Regions from separate parts of the Pan troglodytes genome. Here region 1 is linked to region 2. Evidence: chromatin contacts called from public Hi-C data. All regions are on one chromosome and are shown on one strand. Each heading gives the region's core, a stretch centred on a gene start, on an enhancer-like site or on the middle of the called end of the contact. The rest is flanking DNA. Distances are from core to core; before and after follow the strand shown. Region 1 holds the start of EPS8 (EGFR pathway substrate 8, signaling adaptor). Region 2 overlaps EPS8 (EGFR pathway substrate 8, signaling adaptor).

What was found. A called contact is a pair of places that touch in the nucleus more often than the background predicts.
Region 1: a contact with region 2 is called in a Hi-C map of stem cell-derived neural progenitor cells, with 2.1 times the contacts expected there. The contact joins the promoter of EPS8 here to the enhancer-like site in region 2. A contact is called at or near these places in 1 of 7 Hi-C or Micro-C datasets (stem cell-derived neural progenitor cells) and 1 of 1 datasets of contacts at active chromatin or transcription factors (stem cell-derived excitatory neurons).

The regions. Positions count from the first base shown.
Region 1 is chr10:22,917,423-22,923,869 of NHGRI_mPanTro3-v2.0_pri, forward strand. EPS8 (EGFR pathway substrate 8, signaling adaptor) reads right to left here and starts at 4,748. Exons shown (of 21, transcript XM_528750.8): 1 at 4,433-4,748.
Region 2 is chr10:22,757,347-22,763,102 of NHGRI_mPanTro3-v2.0_pri, forward strand. EPS8 (EGFR pathway substrate 8, signaling adaptor) reads right to left here. Exons shown (of 21, transcript XM_528750.8): 18 at 5,314-5,536. Among named protein-coding and RNA genes, the nearest start is that of EPS8, 160 kb to the right of the region's middle. Within about 2 kb of position 3,160, at least 8 of the 24 cell types and tissues checked have an H3K27ac peak or open chromatin away from gene starts, as enhancers often do. A contact at or near this core is called in stem cell-derived neural progenitor cells, where this site is marked.

The sequences.
Region 1 (6,447 bases), core at 3,498-5,997, 160 kb after region 2:
AAATATCCTTCAATAGGTGAATAAACAAACCATGATATATCTGATAATGATAGAAAGAAATGAGCTATTAAACCTCAAGAAGACATGGATGAACCTTAAATGTGTATTGCTAAATGAAAGAAGCCAGTCTGGCAAGGCTGTATGATTCCAATTATACAACATCTGGAAAAGGCAAAAGTAAAGAGACAGTAAAAAGATACGTGGTTTTCTGGGAGAGGGGCTCACAGAGGTTATAAGTGAAGCCCAGGGGATTTGTAATGTGTTGAAATTATTCGGTATGATACTATGATCCTATAAGGATAGCTACATCAAATTAAGTATTTGTCAAAACCCAAAGAACTTCACAGGACAAAGAGTAAACTTTAATGTATGCAAATGTAAGCAAATCATTTAGAAGGTCAAGGAATCCCAAGGTGGAATGCAGATTGTAACAAAGAAATCTAACTGTATTATAAATGTGTGCTACAATCTCACTGAAAAGGATAGGAGGAAAGGTGCTTAGCTGACTAACTCTAGAAATGAGTAGAAGCTGTGAGACTAAAAGCAAAAGGAATAGTACATAAACACTGTACTCTTGATGCTAAAGTTGTTTCCCATGGGAGCACAGGTTAACAATTCCAATGCTGCTATACATCTATGATAGAAATGAATGATTAAGCAAATGTATGGCAGATGGTGCAAACCAGGTTTCTTCTCACTGTTGGAGTAAGTTTACATATAAACAAAGGGAGAAGGCTAGAATGATATCTGTGGTAATGAATTAGCATTACAGATAAAATGTAAATTCATAGTTAAACATGGATACAAACTGTTACATAAAAATAAGTACAAATATGTTCATATACACACATGTATTTCTTGCTTTGTCACATGAGAGAACCTAGAAGCAATGATACCACAGTAGCAACAAGCACACCTAGCACCCAGATCTTGGTTTCTAACACCATTCCCCAACAAAATGATCCAGATTCCTTGGAGAAATGACTGATTCTAGGACCGTGGCAAGATGTATACAGATGAACCTAGAGCATCTCATAATACCAGAAAGTAAGGAAATGCTTCCAAAAAAACAAAATTCACATTGATGGTAGTATGTCAAAGAGGCACTGGAGTCAAGCTGTAACAAAGTAGCATTGTATTATAACCCAAAATATTTAGATAGATAGATAGATTTTATATTTATATAATATATATATATCCATGAGTCCAGAACAAAATAAATATGATTGAGTAAATAAATACATGGGGGAGAAGAGACAAATCTCCCACGGAGAAAAATATCCAAATAATTTATATAGATATTCTACCATCAAAGGGGGAAGCATAACTCTCTACTCCTCAAGTATAGGCTATACACAGTTCCTTCCAAGAGCACAGCATGAAAAAGGCGGAGAAAAGTGGAAAAATCTGATAAACACTATCTCAGCCAGGTGATAAAGATGAGTATCACAGTGACAAATCATACTGATAGTATATACCCTTGATATGAGATGAAAATGGCACGTTACCTCTGTGATCTTTCTACCAAAAACCTATAATCACAGTCTAATCATGAGAAAAAACATTAGGTAAATTCCAATGTAAATGCATTCTACAAAATACCTGACCAGTACTCCTCAAACATCATCAAAAACAAGGAAGTCTAACAAACTGTCACAGCCAAGAAGAGCCTAGGGAGACATTACGAGGAAATACATTTAGTGGTGTCCTGCATGGTAGGGTCCTGGAACAGAAAAAGGACATTAAAAACTAAGGAAATCTAAATAAAGTATAAACTTTGTTAATACTAATGTACTGATACTGGTTCATTAATAGTAACAAATACCAATAATACAAGATGTTAATAAGAGGGGAAGCTGGTATGGGGGTATATAGACACCGTATTTGTAGCTTTCCTGTAAATCCAAAACTTCTGAGAAATAAGGTCTATTTTTTAAAATCCCATTTAGGAATACATCTAGAAAATACTGAAAAGGTTGTAGTGAAGCACTGAAGACCCTTAAACTTTCTTGCATATATTCAACTTAAAATGTTTGCAACTATTCCAATGCAGAATTTTTCTTACAAAAATATTTTCAATCACTAACAGCTGCAAACAATTTCATGTAGTATTAATAATTCCCAGGAGGGATTTACTATAGCCAGAATACTTTAATTAAAATTCCACTTTTTCCCCCGACATACCTCTACAGATGTCCAAAAGTTTGTACCTTATCATTAACTTATGTTGTTTTGTGATGATCCGTGTAACTACCAAGTATGTTTCACACAACTCAGGAAAGCTGAGTTGCATATAAATATTACATAAATCAGTGCTAAAATGTTCATCCAATAGAACTTCAAGTATTTAAAGAGACAACTTTTAAAAAGCTATCATTTCCTATTCTGGATACTATGTTTTCTTATACAAACCTTGGTTCAAGTGACCTGCTGCAGAATTAGAAGAGGTATGTAAAAGAAGGGAGTAGAGAGAAGAATAAAAAGCAGTAGGGTAAAGGGTGTGAAACAGAGTGTAAGAAAATAACTAGGATTTGGAATATAATAAACACAAAGTAGAGAGTAGCAAGCCTATGCCATAGCATAGAAAAGAACTGGTATCTGAAAAGAATCAGTATTGATAAAACCTTGAAAGCAGGAAAAAGCTAGAAATAAAAACAAAATGAATCTTTAAGTTCGATCACAAACAAGCAAAATATTCAAAATTAGACATTAGGTTCCTGACAGGAAACAAAAGAAACATCACCCTATTAAGAGTGGGGCTACTAACAGTATAAGTTAAATTACACTTACTGGAAATTACTATATAATATTCAATGACATTGGGAAGTGAAAAAAATTACAAAGAGAATGCACCAAGTCTTGTAAACAGCGGTTATCTCAGAATAGTAGAATTAAAAGCAAATTATATTTTCCTTCTTTTTTTTCTGCTATAAAGTGAATGACTTGTGGTGCAATCTTACAAAGTCTCAATCTGTGTATTCTGCACTAAAGGCATTATATTATCACTATTGCATTTGTGATACATTCTACCTTACCCTTTATGTGACAATTCTATACTGTTTTAACTGTCAAATTGTAAGTAAAAGTGTGAATTCGTGACCAAAAATTTTCCACACCAGCAACTTAAGAACTACAGCAATATGTTTAGAAAACTGCGATCCCAAACACAAAATCTATACTAGGTGACACAGGATGACATTGACTTTAATTCCAATAGACTCACTACCACATGATGTCCATTACTAGTGCTCACTTTCCAGAACCCAAGGAGCTGTGGAAGAATGGAGTCCTTTCAATGAAAATAAACTAGAGGCAATACACAACACAGTTACTTTGAGGGGCTTTTTCAATATAAAGAAGATTGCCCGGAATCCTAACTCTCCTATTTCCCAAAAATGACAAAGCCAAAAAGTCACACTCTTCACACATCTGAAACCAAGTTTTACCTGAACTCATCCTAACATATTAGCTCTTGTACCTATTCCCCTTACTATCTAAGGCAAGAAACCTTGAAAAGAGAAGCAGTAACACATTTCACTGAAACATATTTTGTAAAGGAGGATTCTAATTCCTAATCCTTCACCGCTCTAGATGTCTGCGGATTTCAAATCCTAACCACGGCGTCCTGCCCCCCGCGAGATTCCAACAGTACTACGGGCCCTATGGGAGGAGGAGGATTTGAGAAACACTGCCGGAGAACGGTCGGTGCAAAGATTTTGCAAACAGGTAGTCCTAGGAAGGAAAGTAAGAGTGAGAACATCGGAGAGAGCAGGGGGTACATGGGTGGGGAAACCCATTTCAAATGCATGAACTGACCACAACCGGAGAAAGGCCGTCTGTCTTCCCAAAAGTAAAATGGTGAGTAAAGTGGAGCAAGCTAAGAAAGTCAAAGTCAACAGCCATTAGGCATTGACAACGATTCCGAAACAATTAGCTATCTTAATTCGAGGGGGTAAACGGGGGTGGGACCCTGCCCTAAAGGGTCATTTTGAAAAGAACCCCTCCCCATTTGAGGCGGGTCGGCAGAGCAGCTCACAAATCCCAAGTCTAACATAATAAGCCGAGATCCGGATACTCGGTCTGCAGTCGCCCCACGGACCAGATGAGCGCAGGTGTATCTGTGGAAGCTCAGGTTACCATGAATATCACTGGGCCACGGCGAACCCTCCCTGCCCAGCCTCCCGGAGCCCTGGGCGCGGGTCTGCACGGGCCCCGCGGCTTGGCTTGCCCGGACCCGGCGAGCGGACGCCTCCGGCCGCAGCGCCCTACCGCACCTGGCTGCCAACACCAGTTGAAAGCAGTCAAAGTGAAGGGAGGCGGACGCGGCTCCTGGCACCGCTCCGATTCCAGCACACAAAGGCGGATTTTTAAAATCGAGAAAGTCAAAGCCGCCGGACCCCGGGACCGGCGCCTTTCGACAAGGGGCTTTTACCTCGGATCCGCCCTCGGGGCCACGGCTTTCCCCGGAGACGCCGCGAGCCCAGAAGAGGTGGGAGGGGACCGGGAGAAAGCCCCCCAATCTGATTCGCGCCCAGCCAGTCGTCCGCGAGCCGCGGAGCCGCCTTCCGCACCCAGCTGAAGAGCAGCGATCTCCGAGGCGAGCACAGCGCCGGCCTCGCGCCGGGCGAGACCGCCTCGCTAGCTGCCTGTGAAGTCTGGAGCCGCCCGCCCGCTCGCAGCCAGTGCCAACCGCGCGCCGCGCATGCCCAGTGCCCGCGCGAGGAACGAGCGAGCGGGCGGGCGGGCGAGTGCGCGCCCCGCAGCCAGGAGCGGAATCCGCTATCCGGGTCTTGCCGGCAGCCGAGCCGCAGAGTTCTGGTCGACTCCAGCGCTGGAGGCGAAGCGGCCGGTGAGGCCGGGTGGGCGGGAGAGGGACCGGAGGAAAGGAGACGGGGCGCTGCGCCAAGTTATCAAGGCCGCGATCAAAGTCGGACCAAGGCAGCGAGTCGACAGCAGGTTTCCAGAAGTGCCCTAACAGGACTGACTAGCAGCCAGGAGGCGCAGGAAGGGGCAAAGAGCGTGTGGAGAGCTTCGCCCCCGGCGAGGATGGACGCCCCGGGCGGAAGGAGCGTTCGGGTTGCAACACCCAGTCTGGCTGCACAGCTCGTAACCCCTGCCCTTTGGCGGCAAACAAGCCGCATCTAATGACCAGCCAGCCTTCGTCTTCCTCCTCTGGTCATCGGACCTATTTTCCCCCTTTTGTCGCTTTCCTCTTTTTTTGTCTCTCCAACCCATGCGGTAAACTGGTGGTGCCCAAGGCCCTCCATCGGGTCCCTGAGAGTCTCCCAACTGCCGGTCCTTAGCGCCAGCCTGCAAGCCCAGACCCGCCTCGCCCGGCTGCCTGGGAGCCTATTTTTCATGTAGCTCTTGCCAAAAGCCCTGATGTGGTTTGAAGTAGTGGAGGCTTCTTTCACTTTGTGCCTCTCGTACCTTAACCAACCTTCATAACCTCCTCTCTGAGTAGCTCATGGAGCCTCTAAAAGAGAAGTCCATGTTCTCATAGACATTGTGTTTTCTCACTCTTAAAACTCCTCATTGTCATAGCTACTCCCCCAATCCCCCCATGCTGTCCTAACTTCGAAGTCAGTTGACTTCCAGAAGTCCACGAAAGCCTATAAATTAAACTTGGTTAAAAGAGATTGGACTTGCTTGCTTTGTGAAGCAAATAAAAGCACAGTCAGGGAGAAACGACGTAACATGCCAAGGTGGACATTCAAACCATTCTAAAAGTTGGAATCGATATAACGGCTAAGTCCAGTCCCCTATTTTAAGTGGGAATCCTCTCTCCAATATTTCCACCAGACCACTATCCACTTGAACATTTCCAATGTTGTAAATTTCTATTTTTATCATTACATATAACCATGATTATTTGTTGAATATTTACCTATGCCAGGAACTGAGCAACTTACACACATTATTCCTAGTCCTTAAAATGAGATGGGCCTTATTATACCTATTAAACACATTAGGAAAATGAAACCCAGAAGTTTCCTTCTTTTTGCCAAAGCCAATGCTGACGCCAGAATTAACAACCAGGTCTGCTTAACACTATAGCCTGTATCATTTATGAACATCAAATCAACTTCCCTGATACTACTGGTCTTGGTTCTGCCCCTAGGAACAACGCAATATGAATCTCATTCTTTATAGACACTGCAAGCCTTGAAATAGTAGGAGCAACTATTAAGTAACCAACAGATCTAATACATTTCTTCAAAAATTCTCTTTTAAGTGTTTTTCAAATAGCAGTGAGCTGCCATAATCACACTATTCACCTTGCTTTGAATGTGTTTTGATTTTCATTCTCCTCTCTAAATTGTGCACTCAGAATACAATATTCAAATACAGTGGGCCAAGAACTGAGTTCCAGTTCTCCAGCTGCTGATCAGCCACCCCTTTGATGCAAGCACACACTACCTAGATTCAAATAGAACACCCAAGTCT
Region 2 (5,756 bases), core at 1,910-4,409:
ATCCAATCCATCAGCAGATCCTGTTAGTCTGACCTCATAATGTATCCAAAATCCAATGATTTCACTGTATTTTTTCTATTGCCAGCTTGGTCTGAGTTACCAGCCTATTAACAGATCTCTCTGCTTCCACTCCCTACCACCCTACCCCCCTTCTCTTCATTCTCTTCTCAATATAACAACTAAGTGATTCTTTCAAAATGTAAGTCAGGCTAGGTGGCTCATGCCTGTAATCCAAGCACTTTGGGAGGCTGAGGCAGGCGGATCACAAGGTCAAGAAATCGAGACCATCCTGGCCAACATGGTGAAACCCAGTCTCTACTAAAAATACAAAAATTAGCTGGGCGTGGTGGCATGTGCCTGTGGCCCCAGCTACTCGGGAGGCTGAGGCAGGAGAATCGCTTGAACCCAGGAGGCGGAGGTTGCAGTGTGCCAAGATAGCGCCACTGTATTCCAGCCTGGCAACAGAGCAAGACTCCGTCTCAAAAAAAAAAAAAAAAAAAAAAATGCAAGTCAGATGTTGCAGCCCCTCTGCTCAAAACATTCCCAAGTGATCCTAATTACTCCCAGTAAAAGGCCCTACAAGACCTCCACCTCTCTAAAGCCACTCCACAACTCTTCTGGAGCCCTTCACTCTTGCTCCCAATGGCTCCCTTGGTGCTCTTCAAATTTAAAGGCCACTCTAGTCTGCTCTGCCTGGAACGCTTTCCCCCGCATCTCCACATAGCTTACTCCTCCCCACCTTTCTATTTCCCCTGATGTATATAAAACTGCAATCCCTCCCCAAAAGCACTCTCTATCCACATTGTTTTATTAGTCTCCAAACCACTTACCACCTTCTTGATAGATAGTTTTGTCTATCATCTTTTTTTTTTTTTTTGAGAAAGAGGCTCACTGTGTTGCCATACTGGAGTGCAGTGGCACAATCTTGGCTCACTGCAACCTCCACCTCCCGGGTTCAAGCGATTCTCCTGCCTCAGCCTATCGAGTAGCTGGGACTATAGGCGTGTGCCACCGTGCCCACGCCCAGCTAATTTTTGTATTTTTAGTAGAGATGGGGTTTCACCCTGTTGGCCAGGATGGTCTCAATCTCCTGACCTCGTGATCCACCCACCTTGGCCTCCCAAAGTGCTGGGATTACAGGCATGAGCCACCGTGCCCGGCCAACTTAATCGTTTTTTAACCTACCTCCTTTCATTAAAATATAAGCCTGAGGAGAAAAAGGATGCTTCCCTTTTTTGCTTGCATCTATATCCTAATACGTGGAACGGTGCTTTAATTCAGTAAATACTTGTTGAATAAATGAATGAATGAGGCATTCTGCTGACTTTTTCACCGAGACTTTGAGAATCATCATGTACAAACCCCTTACATAACCAGATAAGAAAATGAAGGCCAAAAACAGAGAAATGATCTGTCAAAATCACATTTCAATTAGTAGAATAATTTAGCTAGAACTGGATCTTCTGACTTTCAGCAGAGGGCTGTTTTATAGCCAAAGTCATTAAAATCACCTTTGATTAACTTCCCTAGCTACTCCTTTTTCCTAGCCATTTATGCTAATGGAAAAGGTGTGTGTGTATATGAACATACTGTCATGACAAAAATAGGAAAGGCATAAAAGTACAGGAAGGGGAATCATGTGTCTGTGTATTTTAAAATATGTGTGTATATATACATAGGTACATTACGTTCGTTGTTTGTTTTCACTTTCAAGAAATAAGAACAATCTAATTAAGTTGGCAAGTGACAATAACCTGGTCACTTAGGGAGCTTTTTGTGACCAATGTTCTGTGATTTTTCCCCCCTAGGGAAAGGGTTTTAGAAAGTGTTTGGTGCCCCTGGGAAATAAGGGAAAGTGTGAATAGTTAGTGTTATTTCAGTCTAATTTTTTTTAATGCCTCAAGTATCTAGGAAATCTTTTGAAGTAATCAAAAAAGGGGAAAAGGGGAGGGAGGAAGGGAGGGAGGGAGGAGTAGGGGGTGCTAGAGAGAGTAAGAGAGAATACTATTGATTGTTACATTTAAGTATACATTATGTGCATTTCATTAGTTACCTTTTAAAAAATCACTACAACAAACTGTCAAACAGCATATGAGTGCATCTCAAAGGAATAAAAAATAAAATGTATCACCACACTAAAAGATTTGGTTTCTCATCTGCTGACTTAGCCAGTGTATCAATCATCACCAGTCCACAGCATAGTTTTCTTCCAGGAAGGACAAAAAAACCTCCACCTAACATGTTCCTGGGCTTTTGCTTTCCATTTCTAATGTTCTAACACACAACAGCAAACCAGAATAACTTTACACCTTTCTAAAGTAACACTCTGATTACAAAAGATTAAATTCGAATAAAAGGACTACCATTTCAAAGGAAATGGGAGAAATACAAAGCAACTAAAGTTTGGCATCTTAAAAGCGATAAAAGGAGAACCTTTTGGGATCCTGCGATAAAACAGCCTGAATAGCTTCTATGACACAAGGCTTCACAGTTATTCTGAATAGGCAACACACAGACTTCCACAAAAGGGCTTCACTCTTGCCACTTGCTACATTGTAAAAACAGGCATGTTGGCTTTTTTCCCCTGTTCATAGCTGCTACTTGATAGATTTCTATGAGTATTTACTTCCTAGTTCCTTTCATTTTATTTTTACCAGAAGTTTAGGCAGTAAGCAGAGAATGTGGGTAGATGAGTAGGCATATTTTGAGAGAAATTTGGCTATCAATAAACACACACTGAAATATGTGCTACTGTCTGGTTCTAAAAGAACATTAAGCCCCAACATTCATTCAGAGAAAAACTGTTCTGCAATAAAGTTATCAAGAAATATTTGTTTTATAAAAAGAAATATATTTATTTAATGCCAAACTGTATTTTTGAGATATTTTAAAAAGGAACTTACATAAGTTGCAAATATATTGTAAGATTTTTAATATTCTAAGGAAACAAGTATGTGTGTGAATTTTGGGAGAGATGTTTATATTTTATACACCAATGCCACCCTTTTACTTATGAAAAACAGACTTCAACATGATGAGTCACAATTATCAGGAGAGTTCTCTATCTTTAAAAGTATGCAAACTATGCCTCTTTCCCACTAGGTTATTCTTGGTTTCTCAGCGTGAACAAAGAACAGACTGTCCTAACCCACACACTGCTCCAAATGGGGACTGGAGGCCGATGAACTTTGATCCTAGCTAGGCCTGGATAAAGAGTCCCACCGTGTCAAAGATGACTGTGCTGACGTCTCTATGGAGGGAAATGCTATAAACTTGTGGGAAGAATAAAGAAGAGAACAGTCATTTCTAAGAGGAAGTTTTCTCCTTAGGGAACTCACTAAAAATATTTATAGAAATTTCTCATCTTAAAACTATGTCTTTAGTGTATTTGAAAAAGAAAGCTCTTTTTAAAAACTCCACATAATTTTAAAAACTTAGTAGCATATTCTATTTTATTATGGTTCTACACACTCACACACACAGTTGTTTTTGCTGTACAGAAAGAGCTAATCACTTTTCCAAAACTTCATTTTTCCTTTAGTTTCCCGGCAAGATAGATATGACAGTCATTTAAATTGGACATACCGTGGGAGAAAAATTAATGAGTAAAAGTAGGCTTATGCTTATTGCATTTAACCAGAATTTTTAGAGTTGTTAAATAGTAATAGTTCTAGTGTCTTTTTTATTTTTTATTTTATCAAGAATGTCCACAACTGAACAGATGTGGCAATAACTTACTGACGTGAGAAAAACAGTAGGATGAAAATGGGAGTGAAAGATTCAGCCATTTAGTTTTGAACATAAATAGAAAGCATCCAATCTCGGCTATAAAGTTAATAGTTCCATACTGGTATCTGGATGTCAGAGATGAGTTTTAATACGATGACTAATTTGGGAATCATTCTTTTCCCAACAATATAAATAGTATTGAAAGAAATGGAAATAGAATGAACTACAGTAAAAGTATGTTTATGTGGAAAACGAAGGCAGAACCCTAAGAGAGGCCCACATTGAAGGAAAGATAGATATCCATCTCTCTCTCTCTGTCTCTCTATCTCTCTCTCACTCACACACACACACACACACACACACACATACACACACACACTTCATATACTTTTGTCATATTGGGGAAATATGAAATATCTTCATAGCTCTGGTTTTCCAAGAGTTTTTACATATCAAGTATAGGTAAAGCCAAGTAACTTTATAATACGTTTAAAACACCAAATTTGGAGATTAAATTGACATGCCATATACTACAAGGTTAAACAAAATTTATCTTAAAACTACCTTCAGTTTTCAAAATATCTACACTGCTATTCGCCAATAATACAAATAAGGATAATCCAAAGTTGGTCATAGTGTCTTTTTAGTTTACTTAAATATGGTTTTCATAGAAACCATTTATATGAAATATCAAATTTCAAGTTATGAAAATATGGCACTGAAGTGTAAGTCACATGAAATTTGAATTTGGAGGCTAAATCTGAGACTACTATTGGCAGGTGATTATATTAACATAGTGTGATTGTGCAGCTACTGTGAATAGCAAACAAGAGGAAGAGAAGTAGGAAGGTTATGATGATGATGATGATGATGGCGACAGCAGCATGTAGTTAGTGACTGCGTATTACATGTCATACAGGGGTCAAAATCAGTCAGGGGTTTTCAACCTCAGCACCATTGACATTTTGGGCCAGATAACTCTGTTGCTGGGGACTGTCCTGTGCATTGTAATTGTTGCTAAGTGTCCCTGGTCTCTACCCATTAGACATCAGTAGCATCCCCCCAGTTTTGACAACCAAAAATGTCTTCAGGCAATATCAAATGTCCTCAGAAGGATGGAGAAGAAGACAAAATCGCTCCTGGCTGAGAAGCACTGAAGTAGATGCTTTCTATGCATTATCTCATTAAATCCTCACACTTATCCTATGAAGCAGATACTATTATTTTTCTCCACTTTTCAGATATTGAAGTGCTGAGAGGATAATTAAATCATTGAAGGTCAGGAAGCTGGCAAGTGTTGTTTCGGTATACAAATTCCAGGATGTCTGGCTCCAGAGTCTGCATTCAATTATCATAACAGATTGGAAAAGGAGTAGAAAGGCATGCATTAGAGAGTGGAGAGAATACTTCCTGTTTCTCAGAACTACGTAGCTGATGAGAAACCAGGTGAAAATCTTTGCAATCTATTAAGTACCATGCAAGTATAAAGGACTTTAATACAAGTAGAATCAGCAGTAAACAATATTTTACTTAGTAGTGCTTTTAATTTGCAGAAGACATTTTTTGCCTCCCTGGGAAACTTACGGTCCACCGGAAGTTGTTTGTGTCTCTGGCTGTCTCGCACGATACTGCCACCACTGTCACTGGAGCTGCTGTTTTGACGTGTTATATTTGCTGGGACCTTTGACACAGGAACAGGTGCTGGAGTGGAAGGGGGAAGGGGGACAGGAACAGGAGCTGGTGTTGGAGGAGGTGATGGAGCAGGGGGAGTATCAGCTGGTCTTGGGCCATACTCCATCCTTTGTTTCTATAAAAAGACAAATAATTAACTTAAAATTTAAAAAATATAAACCTAGGCTAGGAAAACAAATTATACTTTGATAGGACATTGTTGGCTATTTTTAAACTTACTTGCAAACCCATTACACATTTATCTGTAATCCTATATGGTATAATGACCATTAAAAATCATATTTTAAACATTCTACATAATTTTTCAAAGTCAAAACATTAGTTAAGGAGTCACA